2 separate regions of the Sus scrofa genome follow, and region 2 is linked to region 1. The links are chromatin contacts, called in public promoter capture Hi-C maps. All regions are on one chromosome and are shown on one strand. Each heading gives the region's core, a stretch centred on a gene start, on an enhancer-like site or on the middle of the called end of the contact. The rest is flanking DNA. Distances are from core to core; before and after follow the strand shown. Region 1 holds the start of PSMD1 (26S proteasome non-ATPase regulatory subunit 1). Region 2 holds the start of NCL (nucleolin).

Evidence for each region. Promoter capture Hi-C pulls out the DNA fragments that hold promoters and counts their contacts.
Region 2: a promoter capture Hi-C map of fetal liver shows a contact between it and region 1, with 2.2 times the contacts expected there. The contact joins the promoter of NCL here to the promoter of PSMD1 in region 1. A contact is called at or near these places in 2 of 5 promoter capture datasets (fetal liver and fetal skeletal muscle), 1 of 47 Hi-C or Micro-C datasets (fetal skeletal muscle) and 1 of 2 datasets of contacts at active chromatin or transcription factors (alveolar macrophages).

The regions. Positions count from the first base shown.
Region 1 is chr15:131,804,641-131,810,171 of Sscrofa11.1, reverse strand. PSMD1 (26S proteasome non-ATPase regulatory subunit 1) reads right to left here and starts at 2,578. Exons shown (of 25, transcript XM_001925902.7): 1 at 2,392-2,578. The coding sequence starts at 2,407. It also overlaps the pseudogene LOC110257098.
Region 2 is chr15:132,170,600-132,175,930 of Sscrofa11.1, reverse strand. It overlaps NCL (nucleolin), which reads left to right and starts at 1,717. Exons shown (of 14, transcript XM_021074959.1): 1 at 1,717-1,917; 2 at 3,170-3,286; 3 at 4,512-4,998. The coding sequence starts at 1,900.

The DNA.
Region 1 (5,531 bases), core at 1,329-3,828:
TCACCATTGTGTTCTTAGTGCCTTGCAAGTGCCTAACGAATAAATGAACAAATCAACTGACTAATCCAAACTAGAACCTGTTAGGTTCTGTTTAGTACCTGGGACCTATCCTAAGCCACAGTGAACCAACCAAAAGACAGGAAACCAGATAATAAAAGGTTTGGAGCAGAAGCTGATAAGTAATTCAATCCAGTAAATATGACAAATGAGATTAACCAACACACACCATACTATCATCAGAGTCTCAGAGGAGGACCTCAAAAATTATTTGGTTTACATTCTATTGTATCCCCACCAAATGCTTTTTTAGTCTCTACTTTAAAAACTCTAGGGACTGATTTATTGATTTGATTAGTTGACTGATTTCTTCATTCAGGATACACTTTTGGGAAACTAATCTGACTAACATCCATGAGGACGCGGCTTCAATCCCTAGCCTCTACCAGTGGGTTAAGGATACGGCATTGAGGTGAGCTGTGGTGTTAAGTTGAAGACACGGCTTGGATCCTGAGTTGCTGTGGCTGTGGTGCAGGCCAGCGGCTACAGCTCCGATTAGACCCCTAGTCTGGGAACCTCCATATGCTGCAAATGTTGCCCTAAAAAGACAAAAAGAAAAGAAGAAAAAAGAAAAGATATACCTTTGAACTTCTGCCATCTGCTCAGCAGTGTTCTAAGAATTATGAAAATGACAAGTTTCCCACCCAAAATTCTACACAGAGAGAAAGACAGTAATCAGACAAGTAAACGAAGTAATTACAGGGCTTGTAATGAAGGGAGGGGACAGTTGAGGGTGAAAGAAGCAGCATGTTTTAACAGAATGATCAGAAAAGAAAGACTAACACTTGTGCTGAAACCAGTGATTGGGAAACTAAGAGAAAACTTGAAAAGGAGTCTAAAAAGTGCAGGAGGAATGGGCAAGGGTCCTGAAGTGGGACAGAAACTGACTTAAGGAAGAGAAAGGCCAGTATGACCAGAGCACAGGGAGGAAAAGAGCAGTACAAGACAAGGTAGGAATCAGATCATGTAAGTTTTCAGTTAACAATCTGGATATTTTATTATAAGCACAATGAAAAGCACTGAAGAACTGTAAAGGATATTATGTGATCAAGGTTTTAAAAAGAATACTCAAGAAGAATGGACTGTATAGAGGTAATGGTGGAAAACAAAATCTCCAGGCTGTCAAAGCGACCCAGGCAAGAGATGAAGGCGGGAGGGGCTAAGATGATGAATCTGAAAAACAATGAGGCCTCCATTTACAGGTGGCAGGAAATTTAGTGCTTATTTTATCTTTAGAGAGCTCTGATGGGGAAAAGCCTTTCCCAATGTTGTACTACAATTCATCTCCCAATCATATGTACCCCTTGGGGGAAAAAGTCTACTTCCATGTACAAGTGACAGCTCCTCAGGTCTTTAAAAGTAACGATCCTGTCTCCCACTGTTGCCACCAACTTTTTTAAGCAAGCCTTATAAACACATGGTTAACTGCCGTCTGACTAGTTTGTTTACAACAAAACACTTGTGGGACATGAAGACAGCAAATCAGGACCAGAAAAGCGCATGTGAGCAAGAGAGGAAAAAGGCCCCAGAGGCTGTGGACAGCTACGTGCAAAGCGATCCCTAGTGGGGGCTCACACTTCACCCCAAACTTGACCCCTGTAACATCCCATTGCAAACGTCATTCCACGAATCTACCCACACAATGGTTGAGTGTAGGGCACCTGCTCCGCCCGCCCAGGAGCTCTTTCTTCGTCCAAGCAGAACATTCACTGATCATGGAGCCTCAAAACCAGAGGCTGATTCTCAGTATAATAACCGTCTTCAGGATGCGGTCCTCAACGAACACAAAAGTTCCCTAAGTGCTTTAACTAAATATCCTTGGAACAGACCTGGAAATGACCCGTCTCACACCTGACTTAATTTAGATTTCACTCTAAGGAGAACGGAGCTGGGTCAGACCGGGAAGCACTTAGGTAGCCAGAGGCTACCTTACTGTCCCGCAAAGGGGGCCCACCCCATCCTAACCACCTGTAAGGAAGGGCTGGCATCGGACGGCCCCGCACGGCCAACCTCGGGAGGGATGGAGTTTAGGAAAAACCCGTCAGGGTGGGAGAAGGGTCCAGGGCGCCCCTCGGGTCCGAGCACGGGGGTGTGGCTGCGGAGGAGGGATGACGAGGCGGTCAACCCAGCGCGAGTCCCCCGAACCGGACGAGGTCCCGGGGCCCACAGAGAGGCCGGGCCACACTGCCAGCCCCCGGCCCGGGGGTGGGCCTCGGGCGGCGGGCGGCCGCGCGGCCGGCGCTCCGCCGGGAGGTGCCCAGTCACCGGCCCTGACTCAGCTAAAAGCCGGCGTGGCGCCTCCTTCCTTTCGGCGCCGGCTGCGGCCGCACTCACCGGCTGAGGTGATCATGGCTGCGCCCCGCACTCGCCCGCCCGCTCGCTCGCTCGCCGCCCCGGCCGCGCCGTGTATATGTCAGCTCAGGACCCGCTCGCTCCGCCGCGTCTCCTGGCTGCCCCGGTGCCCCGCTCAGTCAGTCACCTCCTCAGGCCGCCGGCTCGCTTCTCACCCAGGACCCCGCCCGCCCCGGGGCTGCCCTCTGTCCCGCCTGCCGCCCGGCGCCGACTCTCCCCCGGCCTGTGTCTTCCGTGCCGCCACCGCCGCCCAGCGGAAGAATGCACGGAGAGCTCCGTGGTCTTCTCCAACCCTCCTCGGGGCCAGCGGCCCCGCGGGGGTGGGAACACCCGTCCGCACTTGGGGTCAGGCTCCAGAATAGCCACCCCTAGAAAAAGGACCCCACCATCACCCGCCATTGCTGAGAAAAAAAGGTGTTGAGGGGAGGTGCTTGCGGTGTTCGCAGCGCCACCTGCTGCTTGGGAAGTCTCCTTGCAGCGCCCCCGTGCCAGAGCCAAACCTTTGGTCCGGGTCCGGGCCGGGGCGGGTTCGTGATTGAGCAAAGAGCGTTTTCCTACAACAATGATTTTTCAATTTTTTTAAAAAAAAGCAGAGCCCAGCTTCAGAAGAATCCTCACAGAAATACTTTACTATCATATCATAATGCATCCCTAAGTAATCACTGGTTTATGATAAAGTTGAACAGTGGCTTTTACTTACATTTGAAAGAATACCGCACATGGCTTAAAAATCAGAAGTATAAAAAGATATACAGTGAAAAGTGTTCAAAGAAAAAAAAGTTTTCTTTTTTTTTTTTTTTTTTTTTTTTTTTTTTTTTTTTTTTTGTCTTTTTTGTTGTTGTTGTTGTTGCGATTTCTTGGGCCGCTCCCGCGGCATATGGAGGTTCCCAGACTAGGGGTCGAATTGGAGCTGTAGCCACCAGCCTACGCCAGAGCCACAGCAACGCAGGATCCGAGCCGCGTCTGCAACCTACACCACAGCTCACAGCAACGCCGGATCATTAACCCACTGAGCAAGGGCAGGGACCGAACCCGCAACCTCATGGTTCCTAGTCGGATTCGTTAACCACTGCGCCACGACGGGAACTCCGAAAAAAAAGTTTTCTTGTCTTCCATCTGCTCAGTTCCTCTCTCCCTCCACAGCAACAGGTTCCTGTTTTTTTTTATTACATCTAATGTGAAATGGCAGTTGTGATCGCCATCTGCACACTTCTAACAGCTTCAATACACAATTTACTTCAGTAGTTCGGAGTAGTCTTGACAAAGATTAGCGACAAATGGTGGCTTTTTTTTCTTTTTTTTTTTTTTTTTTTTTTTTTTTTTTGCCATTTCTTGGGCCGCTCCTGCAGCATATGGAGGTTCCCAGGCTAAGGGTCTAATCAGAGCTGTAGCCGCCAGCCTACAACTCAGGATCCAAGCCACAGCTCATGGCAACACCAGATCCTTAACCCACTGAGCAAGGCCAGGGATCGAACCCACAACCTCATGGTTCCTAGTCGGATTCGTTAACCACTGAGCCACGCCAGGAACTCCCAAATGGTGGCATTTTTAAGCCACTAGACTTGTACTCTCAAGCTACCGTTCAATTGAATAGTGATTATTAAACCTTATTTCTGGGGCCTTCTCAAAACAATGTAACCTAGTGACACAAGCCAATGATTTGCTGTTGAAATAAAACGTGGTTGATAATCCATGTGAGTTTATGTATGAATTTTTTTTTAATGGTGGCAGGTGGTTTCTTAAGCTGTACAGGCACTGGGGCTTGCCCGTGGTGCTCTTAATGTGCAAAGCCTGGACATGCTGCCAGTTTTTCTTGAGCAATGACACCAGGACGTTGACAGCTCAGTGGAGGCTGTACACAAGCTCACCCTCTGTCATCTTCACGCGGCCAACAGCCACTGCCAGACACAGCACTTTCTTCATCTGGAACTGGATCGTGGACTCCACTTCATCAACTTTGGCCACTGTATTCTCATTGTAGGTCAGCAAGGAAGGGAACTTGCCAGACTTATTCAGCCGTGAGCCTAGGATCTGTGGGATCTGCTTGATCGGAGACTCTGAAGCCCAAAAGGCATTGTGCTTCTTTTTTTTTTTTTTTTTTTTTTTTTTCCTTTGTCTTTTTGTCTTTTCTAGGGCCGCTCCCACGGCATATGGAGGCTCCCAGGCTAGGGGTCGAATCGGAGCTGTAGCCACTGGCCTATGCCAGAGCCACAGCAACACGAGATCCCAGCTGCATCTGCAACCTACACCACAGCTCACTGCAACGCCAGATCCTTAACCCACTGAGCAAGGCCAGGGATGGAACCCGCAACCTCATGGTTCCTAGTCGGACTCGTTAACCACTGCGCCACAACGGGAACTCCAAGGCGCTGTACTTCTCGGCCAGCTTCTTCACCAGTTTCTTATTCTTGTTGAGTTTCTTCAGTGCCTCAGTGTCCGTGTGTGGGAATTCCACAGCCTTGGCCTCATCACAATGTGGCTGGTCTCCCAGAACACACATGGAGAACTTGGGGCAAAGAGTAGACTTAAGCCTGGCAGTGCTCGAGAAGCATTTGTCTTTCTGAGGGTCCAGTTCTCCAGACTGATGGGAAGCTCCACTGTCCCCCAAAACATCCAGTCCTTGTGCTTGTTCCCGTGTAGGACCTCTGCACTGCCTCCTAGAGGGTGTCTCTGGAGACTTTGCTGCTCATGGTGCCTGGTTCAGTGATAACTTGAAAAGAGAAAAACATTTCTTTATTTCATTTATTTAGTTTTTTTCTTTTTAGGGCCGCCCCCACAGCCTGTAGAAGTTCCTGGGCTAGGAGTCAAGTTGGAGCTACAGCTGCCAGCCTACACCACAGCCACAGCTGTGCCAGATCTGAGCCACGTCTGTGATCTACATCACAGCTCATGGCAACGCCGGATCGTTAACCCACTGAGTGAGGCCAGGGATCAAACCCGCATCCTCATGGACACTAGTCAGGTTCCTAACCCTCTGAGCCACAACAAGAACACCTATGGGTGAATTTTTAAAAAATGAGCCCCCCCCAAAAAAAAAAAAAAAAAAAAAAAGGAGTTCCCGTTGTGGCGCAGTGGTTAACGAATCCGACTAGGAACCATGAGGCTGTGGGTTCGGTCCCTGC
Region 2 (5,331 bases), core at 468-2,967, 370 kb before region 1:
CTGTCACTTGACCATGCCCACTGCTTATCTCTCCAGCCTCTTTCCAAGCGTGTGCTAAGCTTGCCCTGTGCCACATGGCTTGTAAACACTACAGTCATGGGGTTCCAGTTGTGTCTCAGTGGTACTGAACCCAACTAGTATCCATGAGAACTCGGGTTCGATCCCTGGCTCTGCTCAGTGGGTTCAAGGATCCAGCATTGCTGTGAGCTGTGGTGTAGGGCACTGATGCGGCTCTGACCCTGAGTTGCTCCAATTTGATCCCTAGACCTCGAACTTCCACATGCAAAGGTTGTGGCCCTAAAAAGACAACAAAAGAAAAACAACCACTGGGCTCTTACTGCATTTCGCCATGCTTTGGCTTATGCAGTTCTTTCTGTGCCCCCATCCGAGTTCAAAATCAGAAAACCTTTCTCACAGATCACGAGAAAGAAGGGTGCAGACCATAGAACTGGCCCCAGCCTCTTTGCTGATCAGAGAGCCCCAGTGGGTATCTGTGGGCTTCCTTTTCATTTAGTCTCAGGAGAGTTCTAGTAAGAATTGCAAAATAACTTGATTGCTCACAAGAATCCCCACAGGCCCTTGTTAAAATACAAAATCCTGGGCCCAATCCCAGACCTCTTTAATTAGAAACTCCAGAGGTGGTTCTGAACACTAGCTCAGTTGGGGAAATATCATCATAGCTGAAAGTATCCCAGTTTTGTTAACAGTTAGGTACCAGACGCCCAGGACGGAATCATCCTACCTGCACGGGCTCTAAACCAACGAGAGTGCTCTGGTTTTAAGTTTGACACTAAGTTTTGCCACAATGACCCATCTGAATAAATGGCAAAAGCACAACGCAAAGGCAATCTTCCGTGCCTTCGCCAGGGTACCTTCCTTTGACTGTTTTGTCAGACTCCTGGACCATCTGCTGACACTATCGTAGCAGCCACCATTTTTTAATAGGTGCTTTAGTCCAAATAACAAAGAAGAAACTTTTGAGTGGCTAAAGGCCCTGCTCTGCGGTTGGCTTGACCAACAACTTCTCCCCACCCTATCCCGGTGACCACTGAGGTGCTCCCTGTAGAGAAAACTATCTAGTGCAAGGTTTCTTGAAATTGAATACTGTTTTCTCGCTGCTTACAGCAAACTCCAGCGGCAGCTTCAGGCACGTGGTCTGGCTGGGAGTCCCTTTGGAGGCAGTCTCAAGCACACAGGGGCTTTCTAGCTCCTGGTTCGTTAGCGTGCGGGACGAAGGTGGGCCCTTAACGTGGGTGGACCCTAAATTTCCGGGGGGCTCATCAGCGGATAAAAGGAGCAAATTCTTATCGAAGAGTGCGGACCGGGGCCGCGCATGAGGCCTCCCAGGAAGCGCAAGACCTCTCTAGTAGAGAGGGTCCCAGACAAGTTCGGAAACCCGAGGCCATCCATATTCAACGCCCCGAGTTCGGGGAACAAGCGGCGCCAAAAATGTCCGTCCCACGGCGCAAGCGCCGAGAGCGCGGGCAGTGGATGGGCACTCCGGGAACCGCGCGCCCACGGTCCAATCAGCGCTGCCCTTGCACAAAGCGGGTCCCGCCCCCAGGGCGCCGCCACGAATCCCCTCCCCCTTCTCTGGCCTCCTTGGCCCGCCCACTCCCGCCCGCGCCCCGCCCCGCGCCGTTCTCGGGTAGAGGATCGCGATTGGCTTGTGGGAGGAGCGCGAACTCTGGTTGGTCGAAGCGGAGTCACGAGGTGCCGTCGTCGCCTTTCCAGAGGCGATTACTGGGCAGGCTCAGTCTTTCGTCTCAGTCTCGAGCTCTAGCTGGCAGCTAAGCGTACGCGCTCTGGGATCTTCAGTTCTAGTGGCCGCCATCGAGGTTGCTTGGGTTCCTCTGGGCTCACCTGCGCCACTCGCCAGCTACACACTCCGCCGCCATCATGGTAAAGCTCGCAAAGGTAAGAGGTTTTGTCGGTGCGAGCACGGACATTGAGGCCTGTTTTCCGAGGAGAGCGCGCGCGCGCGGCGCCGCCAGGAGGGCCTGCGCGCCGTCCCGGGCGCGTTCGAGGGCGCCATGCTGCGGGAAGTCTCGCGCGATTAGCTGGGAGGTCTCGCGGCTCTTGGCTGCTTGATGGCGAGGTGAAGAGCTTCAGCAGGTGTCGCGAATGGTGGATATGGCGGGGTGGGACTTAGGGGTTGAGAACGGGGAGGGGGCTCTGGGCCTCGGAGTGAACGGATGAGGGCAAACTCCTGCGACGGGCCGGAGCAGCGCCCCGCCTCCGGACGCACGTGTCCCCATGCGCGGCCCGCCACGTGGGCCTCGCCGCTTGGGTCCCGGTGCCTGCGGAGGGGACTGGACCCTCGGGCGGGGAGCGGCGGCCCATGGGGTCTTGGCTCAGACCGGGCGGGCGGACTCTAGGTGGTCTCCAGGAAGGAGGCCCTGCCGCGTGCTTTTTGCGCCAACCTGTGCGCCCATGGTGGCCTGCAAGTTACTCCACGTGGTCCTGCGGGGGCTGAAAGGGGCGGGGTTGATACCTCGGGGAAAGACTTAGTGGAAGATTAAAGGTTAAGATGTGAATTGTTTAAATTTTTTTTTTTTTTTTACTTTTTTGCCGCATCGGTAGCATACAGAACTTTCCTGGGCCAGGGATTGAACCCGCACCACAGCAGTGACTTGAGCCACAGCAGTGACAATGCCAGATCCTTGACCCGCTGAGCCACCCGGAAACTCTGTGCAAATTCTTTTTTAAAGGCTGCCTTAATTTAAATCCAGATGAGGGGGGTGGAATTAAGTGCCACACTTTAACCCCAAGGATTTTTTTTTTTTTAAGGTATTTTCTCCTGGCTGAAGGGCTATTCATACTTGCGGTTACAGAGGTCTGATTGTAGGCTATATGAAAAATTTTTTGGCCGTTATTCAAGGATCTGGGGGTATAGTTATAAAACGGGTGCGCTTAGGGAAGGCAGCAGGGAGAGGGAGAGTGTTTCCTTGACTTTTTACCTAAGGTTGGTATTTGTAGAACCTGACAGGAAATATGCGGGGAGTTTAGAATTTGTCTACTAATATTAACATTGATATCAAGAATAGTTTTTGTGTTAATTGTATTTAAGTATGAAAAGGGGGTTTTAAGCAAGATGACTGCCATTTTACTATGAAGAATGGTCAGAAATGTGGAAGGTGTAACGCACTTATGTTTGTGTCTGTTTTAGGCCGGTAAAAATCAAGGCGACCCCAAGAAAATGGCTCCTCCCCCAAAGGAGGTAGAAGAAGACAGTGAAGATGAAGAAATGTCAGACGATGAGGAGGATGATAGCAGCGGAGAAGAGGTACTCAGTGCCGAGTTGTCTTAAACTATAAAATGGAGGATGGGAGGAGTTGGTGTTGAATATCTGAAAATACTGGCAAGTCTCGGGTTATATTCATAACGTGTACTGTTGTAAAGGTTGAGTGTTTCCCAAACTTTTTATTGACCTGTCAGGATACCATAAGGCAAAGTATTGGAAAGAACTTGAGAGAGAAAAGGCCTGGAGTTTTCATGTGCCTCCTGTAGGATTTGGTGTGATTATATTGGATTAAGTCATTGCAGGTTTCCAGTTTCAACATGTTAGCCATATATACCAGATGGAGAAACAGCCCAGACAGTTAACTGTCCCTCAAATGCCAGCTCTGAGCATTATATACAGGTCTGAGGTTAGCGTTACCAGATTTCTCTCTTAGCCCCCCGCCAAGTAGGATTAATTGGTCTCTGTTATCCTATATGGGCTTGGTAGTACTAATCACCGTTAAATTAGCGTGTGGATTTAGGGTCACCACCTTGTATTTGGTTAACATTGACTGTTTATCACTCCTAGCTACTGTAAAGGCAACTAAACTAATTGCTATATTGCTCATATTTCTAATTTAGAACTTAGTAAAGATTTTATCTAGACACACATAACCTGATAAAACCTATATAGTCCACAAAAAGTGGTTTGGAGTGTGACTTACATATAGATAAATGATGATTTTTTTTTACCAAGCTAATATGCTTTCTTTGGTTTGTATTAAATTTTTGAGGCATGACTGCAGCTTGATTATTTGGTGTTCGTTTTCTCTTTTGGTCCTAAGAATATGGGTTGAGTGAACTTTTATCTCCATCCACAATGAGAGCCCCAAATGATTTAATAACGCCTAACAGGTAGTCCATTGTCTGTGTGAGGTATTTGGTTACATGTGTCAGCTTGAAATCCTTAAAGGAGTGTGTAAAGTTGAGTTATTTTCAAATACAAAGACTCTTGAGGCATAAAATGAAGATGTAAAACCTTTGCTAAAACCACTCTGGCATGTGGCATCCAGACAGTCTGTTTTCAGAGTCCCTGTCAGGGACTGCTCTAAGCTGAGGACTGTGACTTCAGCTGTACAGAGGATGTGTTCTGTGCCCTTACAGTTTAATGTGCTGTCATCTAATGCATGTCTTGAACTAGAGGCAGGGTTACAATCAAGCATTCAGTTATGGACCAAGGCTCTCTGAGTTTGGAAACAGGCTTATGCTTGTTTTTATTTATTATCAAGGTTATTATTCCTCAGAAGAAAGGCAAAAAGGCTACCCCAACTCCCGCAAAGAAGGTGATGGTTTCCCCCACAAAAAAGGTTGCGGCTGCCACACCGGCCAAGAAAGCAGTTGTCACTCCTGGCAAAAAGGCAGCGGCTACACCAGCCAAGAAGACAGTTACACCTGCCAAAGCAGTAGCCACACCTGGCAAGAAGGGAGCCACACCAGCCAAAGCATTGGTGGCAACCTCTGGTAAGAAGGGAGCAGCCGCTCCAGCTAAGGGGGCAAAGAATGGCAAGAATGCCAAGAAAGAAGACAGTGATGAGGAAGACGAAGACGACAGCGAAGAGGATGAGGAGGACGAAGAGGAGGACGAGGACGACTTTGAGCCAGCAGTGGTGAAAGGAGCTGCTGCTGCTGCTGCTCCGGCCTCCGATGATGAGGAGGAGGAGGAGGATGAAGATGAGGATGAGGACGAGGACGAGGATGACGAGGAGGAGGAAGATGGTAAGGCATTGTGTAGTAGTTGTTGGGTTCTTGTTTGCAAGATATATTAGGGTTGAGGTTCAGGCAGTGATGCTCGACTCCCGACAACGTGGGCCTTTGACGGGACGCATGGCAAGGTTTCTTTTGGCTGGTTGGGGTGCACTGGCGGGGTACCCATGCGTGGTTGCCTGCTCCTGAGTAAAACACTTCAGCTTACCTTGTATTTTCCATGATGAAGGAGTTTATCTCCAAGTGCTGTTAATTCTTCTTGTGGCTGCTAAGCACAGTGACATGGGCAGGAGTACACTTTTTTTCCCCCTTACATTTTCCTGGAACTGGGGTAATTCTGAGTTC